Linked DNA regions of Neogale vison: regions 1 and 2 are each linked to region 3. The links are chromatin contacts, called in public Hi-C maps. All regions are on one chromosome and are shown on one strand. The core of a region is the stretch at or near the end of the contact, and the rest is flanking DNA. Distances in the headings are between cores, read along the strand shown. Region 1 holds the start of LOC122889349 (histone H2A.Z). Region 2 holds the start of LAMTOR3 (ragulator complex protein LAMTOR3). Region 3 holds the start of TRMT10A (tRNA methyltransferase 10 homolog A).

The links. A called contact is a pair of places that touch in the nucleus more often than the background predicts.
Region 1: a Hi-C map of fibroblasts shows a contact between it and region 3, with 5 times the contacts expected there. The contact joins the promoter of LOC122889349 here to the promoter of TRMT10A in region 3. A contact is called at or near these places in 2 of 3 Hi-C or Micro-C datasets (fibroblasts and muscle).
Region 2: a Hi-C map of fibroblasts shows a contact between it and region 3, with 3 times the contacts expected there. The contact joins the promoter of LAMTOR3 here to the promoter of TRMT10A in region 3. A contact is called at or near these places in 2 of 3 Hi-C or Micro-C datasets (fibroblasts and muscle).

Annotation. Positions count from the first base shown.
Region 1 is chr11:108,104,749-108,108,850 of ASM_NN_V1, reverse strand. It overlaps LOC122889349 (histone H2A.Z), which reads right to left and starts at 2,006. Exons shown (of 5, transcript XM_044224413.1): 1 at 1,833-2,006; 2 at 1,321-1,398; 3 at 926-1,039; 4 at 449-578; 5 at 1-184. The coding sequence starts at 1,835. The coding sequence ends at 123.
Region 2 is chr11:108,165,839-108,169,874 of ASM_NN_V1, reverse strand. It overlaps LAMTOR3 (ragulator complex protein LAMTOR3), which reads right to left and starts at 2,254. Exons shown (of 7, transcript XM_044224419.1): 1 at 2,115-2,254; 2 at 1,766-1,811. The coding sequence starts at 1,774.
Region 3 is chr11:108,429,389-108,433,438 of ASM_NN_V1, reverse strand. TRMT10A (tRNA methyltransferase 10 homolog A) reads right to left here and starts at 1,588. Exons shown (of 8, transcript XM_044224422.1): 1 at 1,500-1,588.

The DNA.
Region 1 (4,102 bases), core at 757-3,256, 330 kb after region 3:
AATAGAATTACAAAAAGGCAAAATTGTGTTTTTCACAGAGATACAGTCCACTGGAATCACCAACACTGGACAGCTGTTAAGAGTATTTAGAGTCCTGAGATAATAAGGAATCCAGGCATCCTTTAAACAGTCTTCTGTTGTCCTTTCTTCCCAATCAGAGATTTGTGGATGTGTGGAATGACACCTAGGAGAGGAACAGCGATTAATACTACTTTTTAATATATATAAACATCACATAAAACATAAAACTAAGTCAGTTTAATGTTCAGCTTGGAAAAGGTCTTTAAATGCAAAGCTCAAGTATGTAAATATTCACTAAGTTACATACACAAATTAAATTTCATAATGCAACCACACTTAAGATCCATAAAAATACGTGTTCTTCTGTACTAAAAAATGAGCTACAAAATTTTTTCTACGAAGGAATAAAATTTTAGTATTTACATACCACCACCAGCAATTGTAGCCTTGATGAGAGAGTCCAATTCTTCATCTCCACGAATAGCAAGTTGCAAGTGACGAGGGGTAATACGCTTTACCTTCAAGTCTTTTGATGCATTTCCTGCCAATTCAAGTACCTACAAGGCAGATTCTAATCAATCTCCTTCCAACTTTCCTTAAAGCGGAAGCCCAGAGAGTAGAATCAAATCTTCATGAAGGTAAATCTACCAAATGATGTCTTTCCCTACTACCTGAATGGCAACACATGCAAAAGGGGGCACGCAATTTTATTTCCAAGAGCAGCAAACTCAACCAAGCTCAAAAGGATTCCTTAATGAACACCAGCCCCCTCTAGCGTTCTCAGAAGCTTCTAGCCGCGTTTAGGGCCTGGGAGTTTTTCTTGCATCACTTTCCTCCTTCCCTCTCGCCGCCTCCCCCAACCCCCCCAAAACCTTTTCCAGATTATAGGCGTACACCCATTTACCTCTGCGGTGAGATACTCCAGGATGGCTGCGCTGTACACAGCGGCAGTCGCGCCCACACGTCCATGACTGGTCGTCCTAGATTTCAGGTGTCGATGAATACGGCCCACCGGGAACTTAATTTTAAGCACACAAACATAAATGCACAAAGATGTTAGAGTCAAAGATGGTAATATCACACGCGCGCCAAACCAAGGGGCATATACGCTGGTGCAGCAACGCGCCCCAGCATCGACACACGTGATCGCCCCCCCCGATATTTATCGTATCGGCAAACCAAGTCGCGACACCGCATCACCCACGCAAGGACGAAACGCCCATCTACAGCGATGATAAACACGAAAAGCGGTGGAAAGAAAAACGCCACAATTCCCAGACTGCACGAACAACCACTGACCTGCAAGCCGGCTCTCTGTGAGCGGGAAACCGCCTTTGTCTTGGCCTTTCCGGAGTCCTTCCCAGCCTTACCGCCAGCCTGCGGCGCGCACACGCCCGCGAGCGAAGGAGGAATGGGGAATATAGGATTACCAGGGCGGCGCGCCCCTCCCCCACCGCGGCGCGGCCCAGGCGCGAGCGCGGCCCCGTGCCCAGCCGGGGTCTCTGGCCAGCCGCGCGCCGCAAGGGCGACCCCGCCCGCCCGCCCCCCCGCAGCGCGCCCGCCGCGGCCGCGCGCCTCCGTCCGCCCGCCGGCCCCCAGCGGCGCTGCGCGCGCCACCCAACCGTCGCCGCCCGCCGCGAGATCGGAGGCTGCTCCGCTCGCCGCCGACAAAACACCTCCCCCCGCTCTTCCAAATCCTGTCTCCGCGCGTTCCCAACCGTCGCCACTTCACCCCCATCTCCCGTGTGTAACGGGTTTTTCTCCCATCGGCAAAAACCCGCGAAGTCTTCGAGCGCCTCCGCGAAGTTTACCATTTCGAATTCCGCTGAAGCTCAAACAAGCAAGGCAGAGAAAGGACTAGTCAGCCAGCCAGCGAGATCCCACCGCCTACTCCGCCGTCGCACCGCGATTCAAACTGCGCTGTCTCCCGCCTTCCTCGCTCCCTTTATACTGCTGAATGTTCCCTCATCCGGGAACTCGGATTGCTCATCCCACCAATGGCTGCCACCCGCCCTCGGGACGCGTCCTTGAGGCCTCAGCCAATGAACAAGCGAAGAATAGGGCAGAGGGGCGGGCACTCCTCAGCTGGGGGAGGGCGGAGGGATGGGAACTGAGGAGACGAAGGGCACGGCGGCGGGAGGGAAGAAACAGAGCGAGCTACGCTGCGGGAGCGAGGAGACCCGCCGGCTGTGGTCACGTGTCTGGGAGGAGGAGCTGAGAGGCTGGCTCAGGGGAGGGGCACGCGGTGGCGCCCGCGGTCTCCCAGTCTGATCCCGGGGTCTGCATGTTGTGGCCTCCGGATCTAGCTTGCACTCCTTCCCCTAACCCCACTGCTTTGTCACTCCGACCAGAGCGCTTCGAAGGCCGAGACCCGCTAGCTGGCCCACAGCCTTTTTTTTTTTTTTTTTTGCCCGGACCCGGGGCACCTTCTTCCCCGCCGCCCTCTCCATCCCCAGCGTCTCCTCTGGTCTGACAGGTGGCGCGTTCGCGTCGAGTGAGAATGGTTCACTCCTCGGTGAACCACAGGCTTAACAGAGATTTCGCGTCTTCCCCGTAGGCAAATCCGCAGCCGCCGAATGATCGCGACCCGCTGATCCCACGTCATCTTTAGCTGTATGTCCCACATTTTCTTTCCTCGCCACTTTTGACGCCACTTGAGAGTTCCACGGGAACAAACGGTGGAGCAAAGTCACCTCTCTGGTCACAAAAGACCTTTTGCTCTACGCTCGGAGGGCTCGGGGTGAGGCTGTATTCCCTAATCGAGTCATAAGCCGTATTTTTCTGGAGACTACATATCAATGGGTTGTACTTACAGCCTGGTATCTAAAGTTGATTTAGTGAAACCTGAAAGCCATTATGTGTCAACTTTTCTATACAAGACATTTTGCTACATGACAAATGTTCGATAAATGTCAGTGGGGTAACTCCTAACATGATTCACAGACAGTTACAGATGGTCCATGTAATCAATTGCAAATGGTGGGCTTAAAAAATAGTCCTGTACACAGAGTACTATCATAATGCCAGCTACTTAGCCTTCCAACTAATAGATTAATAACACCTGTGTGCATCTCCAGATGCTTGTGGTGATGTAAATCTTTCATAATTATAGTTATTACACTTTAACAGTGTTTCCGACATGAAGTAATTTTGAAATATGTATTAAGTACATTAAAGTTTCAGTTTGAAAGATTTTATCAAATTAGAGGAATTCTCCATTTCTGGAAGATAAATTCTAGAGAAGAGATCCCCAATAATTTCAATACTAAGGTTTTTTATTGCTCCCCCCACCCCCTGGAACTGAGGAATTGTTCATGATGTCATCAATAGAAGAATTAATCAGTTCCCCCACCGAACTGATACAATGACAGTAAAAGCTGTGGGGCCCGACGTAACAGTTAACTAGGCTCCACTGGGCCTTTCTGATAAACAACTCACAAGCCAACATTAATACCTTTTCCAGTTTAGAGACTATGTTCTCTTTGTTACGAGGTCCAACTAAAGGAATTCACTGTTGCCTCACTGAATAGAGTTTAACAGAATGAGCTCAGGAACAGGTAGAAATAGATTCTGCTCTTCTTTCTCACTGTTATCATACTTACTAACCTTTTGGAACTTCTAGTTCTAAGAAAAGGGTATAGTACCACTTATTTTCACATGGTTGATGAAAGAGTAAAGGAGAGGGCATTCAGTGTACCCTCTAGCATATGTTTGTCAATAAGCACTCAATCATAACTACGATTATCTTTTACCTTGGATGCTGGGGAGGGGTGAAATAAAGTATTTTTGATTCCTAAATATTTTTTCTTGTCCAGTACATTGTCTTCCATTGATTTGAAAGTTGCAAGGCAAAAAACTGCCTATGTATACACAACCACGGCATCCCTCCTCCAAACTAAAATCCTAAATTGGTTTAATACCTTTCATGGTTTTCCTCTTCCTTCTGATAGCAGGACAACATCAGTTTCTTCATTTTCCCAGCAGTTTTGTGATGACCTACTCTTTTTGCTTCTCTGGAAAATGCATGCTACAAATATGTTAATATTCTTGGATTATCTCTCCTGTACTTGTTTGTATACTA
Region 2 (4,036 bases), core at 1,005-3,504, 260 kb after region 3:
AAAATGATCTGTGACTTGTGCTGGCCTCCCAACTGGTAAACTGATCGTCCACTTCCATCTCATACAGTTAGTTCTACATAATGCCAATAACCATATTTTTCTCCTTCTCTACCTGTGCTATAGGTGCTCCCTAGATGATCCCCTGTGCAGCTGGGGTTGAGAACCAATGTCTGAATGACTCTCCACTGTTGAATAAATTCTCTACAAATTCTTTTAACATTTGGGCTTCTCTGGTTTACAGCTAATTTTACAGTCCGCTTCCTATCACTCCCTCATACATATTCTCAACCCCAGCAAAAGTGGACTACTCACAGCTACTCCACATACCTTTCCCTTTCCCATCTCTCAAACTTTGCTTACACTATTCATTTTAATAGTGATTCTCTATCAACCTTACTTTAAGAAAAAGTGCTACTCATTATTTAGAGCTAATCTCAACCACCAAATACTTCAAATAGGCCTTCCTGATACACACAAACGAGATGTAATCCCTCTTTCTTTTGAATTTTCACACGATTATGTATATACATTTATGACTACCTGCCTACTATACTTAAAAAAAATTTTTTTTTAACCCTCATGGAGGGATGCCTGGGTGGGTCAGTTGGTTAAGTGTCTGCCTTGGCTCAGGTCATGATTCCAGGATCCTGGGATGGAGTCCCACATCAGGCTCCTTGCTCAGAGGAGAGTCTGCTTCTCCCTTAGCCTGCCACTCCTTGTGCTCGTACGTTCACATGCATGAGCTCTCCCTCTGACAAATAAATAAAATATTTAAAAAAATGCCTTATGGAGAGGAATTATACCTTCATCATCTCTATTTCACACACAGCCCTTATTACAACAAACTTTGCAAGGTGCTACTCAATAGATACACAGTGTTTGACTATGACTGGAGAGAACGTTCTCAAGAACATAATGACAGACACTAAAAAATGGAGTGATAAAGGCATACAAAGTTCCTAAATACTCAAACATACAGTCTTGCAGCCTAAAAAGAAAAATCACATTCAATATTAATGTTGAGTGATCATTTAGCCTAGTGGTTAAGAGGGTAAGCGCTGGAGTTAGACTGCCTGGGGTGGTATCTTGACATTACAACTTACCAGCTGTGTAACCAGAGGCAAGTTACATGATCTTTCTATGCCTTAGCCTCCCCATCGAGAAAACAAGGACAGTAACAGTGCCTACTTCATAAAAGTTGTAAGAATTAAATGAGTCTATGTTCAAGTTTGGAAGAGTACCCGGCATGTAAGTAATAAAACAGGATGTGAAATATAGACACAAACATTAGTAGTATTAATTCCCCGTTGTTTCTAGTAACTAGTACAATTAAGTTTCCTAAACTTAAAATTTGGGTTTTACTGCTATGCTAAAGAGGTTATCAGTCAGAAATCATCTCAGTTTGCTCCAGTGAATCTAGAGAGACATCATGACCACTTCCTGGAAAAAAGTAGATTCACAGCAGCAAAACATTTAGAAATTCAAATGGGATTCAGAGCCTCTCTTCTGCCTGCTGGACTAGGGAGTGGGAAGAAAACAATTCTCTCAACCTCAAGACATCAACACACCCACTGTGCGCAGAAACTCGGGGCTCCGCAAATCTCTTCATCTTAGTCACTCACTCCAGAGTCTACAGAAACTATGTGGGGGTGGGGGTCTAAAAGGGAACATATTTCTCCTTGGCAAGCTTTACCTCTCCCCGCCCAGGAGGCCTCCCCTAAACTTCCCATCCTCCCCTTCCTCTTGTGTGGGTGTGTTAACTCACATCCGCCATGACGAACCCCTTTGTCCCGCAGGATCAATGTCCACTCCTGGAAGAGAAACTCCTGGTGACTCTCCCCTCGACACTTCTTCCCACCTCCAACCTAATAAGCGGGGTCAGCTCTCATCAAGGCCAGGCAAGAATCCGCGGCTCTAGGACTCGCACTAGGGGAGCGGGAATGAGCGCGAGTTCTCCAATACCCAGGCGGTAGCTGTCATGCCCTATCTCAGTCACTCCACCCTCCACCCGCGAAGATCTAGGCCCGAAGGCAAGTCCTCTCCCTCCCCTGAGTCTCACGGCCGGCGCCACCGGGGGGCCCGGGCTCAATACCACGCAGAGCGGCTCAAGTTACCCGGCTTTCTGGGCTGCGGTGTTCTCTCAGCTGTAAGCTCGGGGACAGCTTCAAAGACAGTCTCCCTTGAAAGCCGTCGTCACATGACTTGCGACCTCCTCAGTGCTCCAGGAAGCACTTCCGACGCCTCCGAAGCCGGGTGACACGAAATTTCCGGGGAGGTGCGGGGGACTTTTGCGCCGGCGCACCCCGCCCGTCCCCGCCCCTGGGCGGGCTGCTCCTTGCGCCTGCGCACACCTGGGGACGTGGGGACGCCGGCCCGAGGTTAGAGGGTTCCTTGGCTATCGTCTGGCACTCAAAGACCTGCGGAAGATGTATGCCCGAAGACGTTATGTGGGGAGGGTGCACAGATTTCATTAGTTTTTCAAGGCTTGTTATCTTAAGATCTTTTCTTGTAGGTAAAAAACGTTTGAAGGGCTGTTGTTTGCAAGGGGAACTGCGGCAGAGTTGCCCGTGTTTAGAAGTCCCTGGCTCCTGGGGCGCCTGGCTGACTGAGTCAGTGGGGTTTATGACATGATCTTGGGGTGGTGAGTTCCAGCCCCGGTGGGTGAAGAGATTACTTAAAAATAAAATCTTAAAAAGCAAAAAACAAAACAAAACCCAGGTTCATAGATTTCTGAGCCTGATGACCTCCTCTGCCTTGGCTTTTCCAAGGGCGGTTACTCAAGGTCTTGTCTAGATTGAATAGAGGAGCCGTGGGCTTTCTGGAGTTTTCACAGTTATTTGTGGAACTCAGCATATGCAAATACTGGACGACCTCCCTTCTTTGCCTCATGATTTAGAAGGCTGTGACTTAGTTGCAGTCATGTTTTTTGTTTGGTGCCTTGCTCATTTGCACAAGTAACAAAAACCTACGGGTAGCTGGTAAGAAAACAAAGACTATGGGAGCTTGTTAAGGACTCATCTTCAACTCCCAGTCCCTAAAAGTAGGAGTGCAAAAGGGATTCTAGCTTAAGACAGGGGGAAGAGTTGGATACTAATTTCCTGTTTATCCGTGAGAAGACAAAATGGTAAACTAAACTACAGAGCTCCCAGCTGTTAAAATGATCTAATTATTACAAGGGAACTTGACAGTTCCATAGCAACTCACGTCATTGAAGTTCACTTCCTTTTCCTTATTTAAATCGTTTGATTTCCTAGCTTTGGGATACTGTATTACTTATTTTAGGTCCTCACCCATTCTAGTTTCCTAATTCTTTAGATCATTGCGTTTAAAGCTTGTCTTTAGTTTGTTTTTCTCTTTCCACATTTCCCTGAGAACGTGAGTCCTAAGTCTGCACCTTTCCTCAGAGTTCTAGGTTCACATTTTTGGCTGCTTGTCTGTTGTTGCACATTTCTAAATATATGTCTTATAGTCGCCTCTGACTCAAAAGCTCCAAAAACTTCTCCCATCAACATTTTTCATAATGTGTGCCTGTATCATTTCCATGATTCTACTAGTCAGGTGTCATGTTTGACTGCTATCTTTTGTTCCTCGTGTCTGCTTTTCTGTAACAGATTTTTTCATCGATTTTTTTTTCAATTTCTCATTCAAACCATTATCTAGCAAGATGATATTAATAGCCACTTATAATGGCCAGATAAACTTTCCCAAAACAATGCACATTACTGCTGCACAAAAAATCTTCAGTGATCCACCATTGAAGACTGATAAAGTTGACAGTCTAATCTTTTACCTCTGAACACATTCTAAGGTGAATCCTATACTCCAGCCAAATTGATTACTTCACCTTTCCATCACTGTTTATTATTTCTCCACACTGGTTCTGGAGGGTCCTTTAAACTGAAATGCTTATTTCTCTTCTAGGGAAGGAGAAACATCTGCCCTTCTACCCTCTTAGTTTCTATGGCTGAGCCTAAGAATTGATAGATTATCCAGTGAAAAAAACACATTTATTTAATATTTTAATGTGTATATGGGA
Region 3 (4,050 bases), core at 339-2,838:
AATGCTACTTGAGACCCAATATATTGCTGCTTACATCACACTCTTCAAAGATAAGTATCAACTCTCACTTCCGATACCATACAATAAGCATTTCACCATATACTAGCTTGTTCAGATGACCTGAAGCAAAATGTGGCATTTTTTTACTAGGTATACTTGCTTTTTAAAGTTTGTGCCACAGTTTATAAGCTCCACAGCAGTTTTGTGTTCCTCCCTCCCATGCTGTGACAGTATATTTTCATTTATTCAACCACGTTCAACAAATACTTAAGAATATTTTGTATAGAAATATCTGTGTGAAATTTAGTTTACTTTAATAGAGAATTTTTACAAAGTTGGTTCGCTTAGTTACAAGAATTAGGTTATCAGATGGTCTGATAACACCAAGAACTGGATAAAGGTGACTAAGGCCATTTGGTGTGAGACAAATAAGTAAAATAAATAAGAAAGTAAAAGTCATCTCAATCTTCCTTGTATCTCCAGTTCTCAGCACAGCTTCCAGCAGGGAACACAGTCATACATCAGTCAAAAGTTAAAAAAAAAAGGATTTTGATTGGGCTAAATAAGCAGTCTTCATTACTTATGACAACCTCCCCTCCTGAAAGACCCAAACGAATGTTGGAATAACTGCAAAATGGAGTTGAATGACCTGACAGTGACAGGTCGTTTAAGAAAAGTGAGAGGGAAAGAAAACCTTTGTTAAAAGGCGCCGGCCAGATCTGCGATATCTAAAGCGCACGATTTAGCTGGGCTGGCCTAGGGAGAGGGGAAGGAATTAAAACCACCAAAACAAAACGGGAGAAAGTCATCTGTTGCTATCCTCTTTATAGTTCTAGAAAAAAAATCCCGAATTTTAACACTTAAAATAGTTCGCTGAAATCAAGTAACGCCTGTCTTCTTAAACACCATCCTCGGCTCACCACCATGGGGCTACCAGCACCTGCAGCAACTTTCCCTTGGGCTCTCAGCATTTCAGAGCGTTCAGCTACGTCCGCCCCTCGCTGGGAGAAACGCGGTAAGGCGGGTTTAAAGTGGTAAAGCGACAGCTCGCGGTCTCTAGCCACCAAGGGGCAGAACCACACTCGTTTGCCAGCCTTTCGGGGTCCAGATTTCCCTCTCCCTTCATTATTTGGAAACTCACTCTCTTCACACACTAGGGACCGGATCCCGACCCCCACACACACTCCGACCGTAGGCACTCCCACAGCGGGTGGGCAGAGCCTCGCCCAACACTCCCCTCCAGGGCACCCGTCGGCGGACGCACTCAAGGAGGGATTAAACTACAGCCAGCGAATCAGGGAGCTGCGTGGCGCGGGGGACGCGCTCTCTGTGACATCACTTCCTTCGGGAACGGGGTCGCGGCTCCATTTCTACAGCCCCACTCCCCTCTCCCCCGGAAGCCGTGTTGCTAGTGGAGAATGGCATCGCCAAGAGCCCCTTTTGCGCCCAAAGAAGACCAGAGAGTAGGCAGGCGCCAGAGGCAGTGCCAAGAGACTTACGGAGCCGAGGAGTTGACAGGGAACTGAGAACACCAACCCAGACCCTTCTCGTAATGGTCTTGCTAGAGCTCACGAATCTTCCTAAGGAAACTTCAACTCCCAGAGGCAGGGACGGCGGCTACGCGTAGGAGGCTACGGCGCGTACGTCTTTACGTCATCAAACTGCGCCACATTTGGACCTGCAGAAAGGCGAGGGCGTTCATGTTGGGCGGGGTCTGGAGTGAGGGTTTTTGGAGGGGAGGTAGTTACAATGATGTCTGCTTTTGCACCTCAAAGCAAGTGTATGCTTGCAGGCATGTATTCATTTATATATACCTATGGGGATAGAGGAGGGGTGTAAGGCATAACTACTTTTATAAATTTTAAATGCGAAGCAGTGTTGGAGAGCTCTTTAATTCTCTACTGGAGATGGAACGAAAGCATAGCTACGCCTGAACTGTGATGTATACGGAAGAAGGTTGCCAGTATCACATGATTTCACACAACTCAAATGGAAAATCAAAATTGGAAGAGTGAGTCAAATTCCCAATAAGATGCATTTAAATCTAGAATGTTTAAATTCTTTTTCTTCATTATACCCTAAGTCTTACTCTCCATTCATTCCTTGAACTAATTTTCTTACAGTTTTGCAAAACATCATGTGACGTTTCATTGTTCATAATACATGACCTTATATGATCTTTTTGCTATATATAGACCAAGTCAACTTGAGGGAGAACTGAAACAAAATCTAGTAGACTGTCGTTTTTAGCTTTTCTTTTAGCCTTCTTCTAATAGGTGATTGTTGCAGAATTTGAATATAAGAATGAGATTTGAATGGATGAATAGAAGACTGCCATATTGGTATGGGAAGAATTATGAAGTAAATTATTGATACTTGAAAATATATTTGAACATGTTTAAAGGCTTTAATGAATAGAAAATTAAATTCAAAATTTGAGTTCTCTCATCACAAAACTGAAAGCATTCTTGTTTAAAACCCTCAAATTTTACTTGAAAAACTAGGTCAGCTATAAGACTGCGGGTTACTCCCTGTTTCTTCCTCATCTTAAATCTAAAAGATCTCTTAACTGAACATTGACAACAAACTCTGGATCCATTTCTCATGTTAGTAGGGCATCTCTTTTCCAGCTGCCTCTATATCAGGGCAAAGAGTAGCTGAGTGAGGATTAGTAATTGGATATGTAGCCCTTCACATGTAGGTCATTAAACTCAGGCTGGCATAATGGCGTGCCAAGTTTTTCAACAGCTGTTCAGTGCCTCTCAGGATTCTGTTTATGAGTAATAATATATTTTTTCAGTGTTACTATTTGGCATCCTTATGTATTTAAGGCAGGATTTTTTTTAAGTTACCTTAAAAACCTTCATATTTTCATGGCAGAGTCAATAAGTTTTCTTTTGATAACAGCCATTTTAACTCTACAGTAATGTGGTGCAAATATTTAAGTGATTCTACTATCAATGATTCTACTATCAAGCACCAAAAAAGTGCCAGCAAAAAAAGGGGGGGGATTAATCAGAAATTGAAGCATAATATAGAAAGTATAGGAAAGTAAATTCATGATATGAAATAACCTTCATTGATTTATAAAATTCATGTGTTTATTGAGTTCATGTTTTTGTCTTAGTACTGTTCATACAAAGATAACTAGATCATAATCTGTGTCCTTGTAAGGAATCCATAGACTAGTGGCAAGCCAGCAGTAAATAAATACCCATACAACATACAATGTACTTGAGATACCTATACATGAAAAGGAGCAACTAAATGCTCTTGGAGACAGGAAATATAGTTTTAGAAATTGAATAATTTTGCTCCATGTTGGAAAGTAAGTGGTTTTCCAGGTATAAAGAAGAAAAAGGTATTCAAATATTGGGAGCTATAAAAGCAAAGACATGTCAAAATTTGGCACATGATTGAAAAGCTGTGGATAGGATGAAGAAAAAGGAGGAAAGAATAACCCTAAGGGTTTTTTAATTTGGACAACTATAGGAATGCAATTATGTTAACTGGGTCATTTAGGGAATAGTGGGAGAAAATTAGGTTTTGAAAAAAGTAGTTTGATATTGAATATGTGGGTTCCGGGGAGTATGTGGGATTTCTAAGTAGAAACAGATTTAGAAATCATTAGCAAATATTTAGTGGTTTAAGCCAAAATAAGAGTTTGAAATAAAAGAGATTCAAGTTCATCGGTTGCAAACCTATAATGTCTATGAGGACTAGAAGATAACAATGAGAGAAACTATCTGGGAGAAAAGTACGAACCTGAGAGGCCATTCTCTGTTTAGTCAGGGCACTGATTCCAAGAAGGAATATGGGCTTCATTACACCAAATCTCAATTTTTATAGAGAAGCCAGGAAACCAGATTTTTATGTAAAATCTGGTTTTTAAGTGTTGACAACTATTTTGTTCATTTTTTAAATAGTGAGCAGGCTAAACAAAACATGTGGACCACAGTCAGATAATTAGCAGCCAGTTTGTTAAGTTGGACTGTAGTTTGTAGGGTGAGAAAGGGGCTCAGATAGAAACAGAAATCTGTAACAAAAACA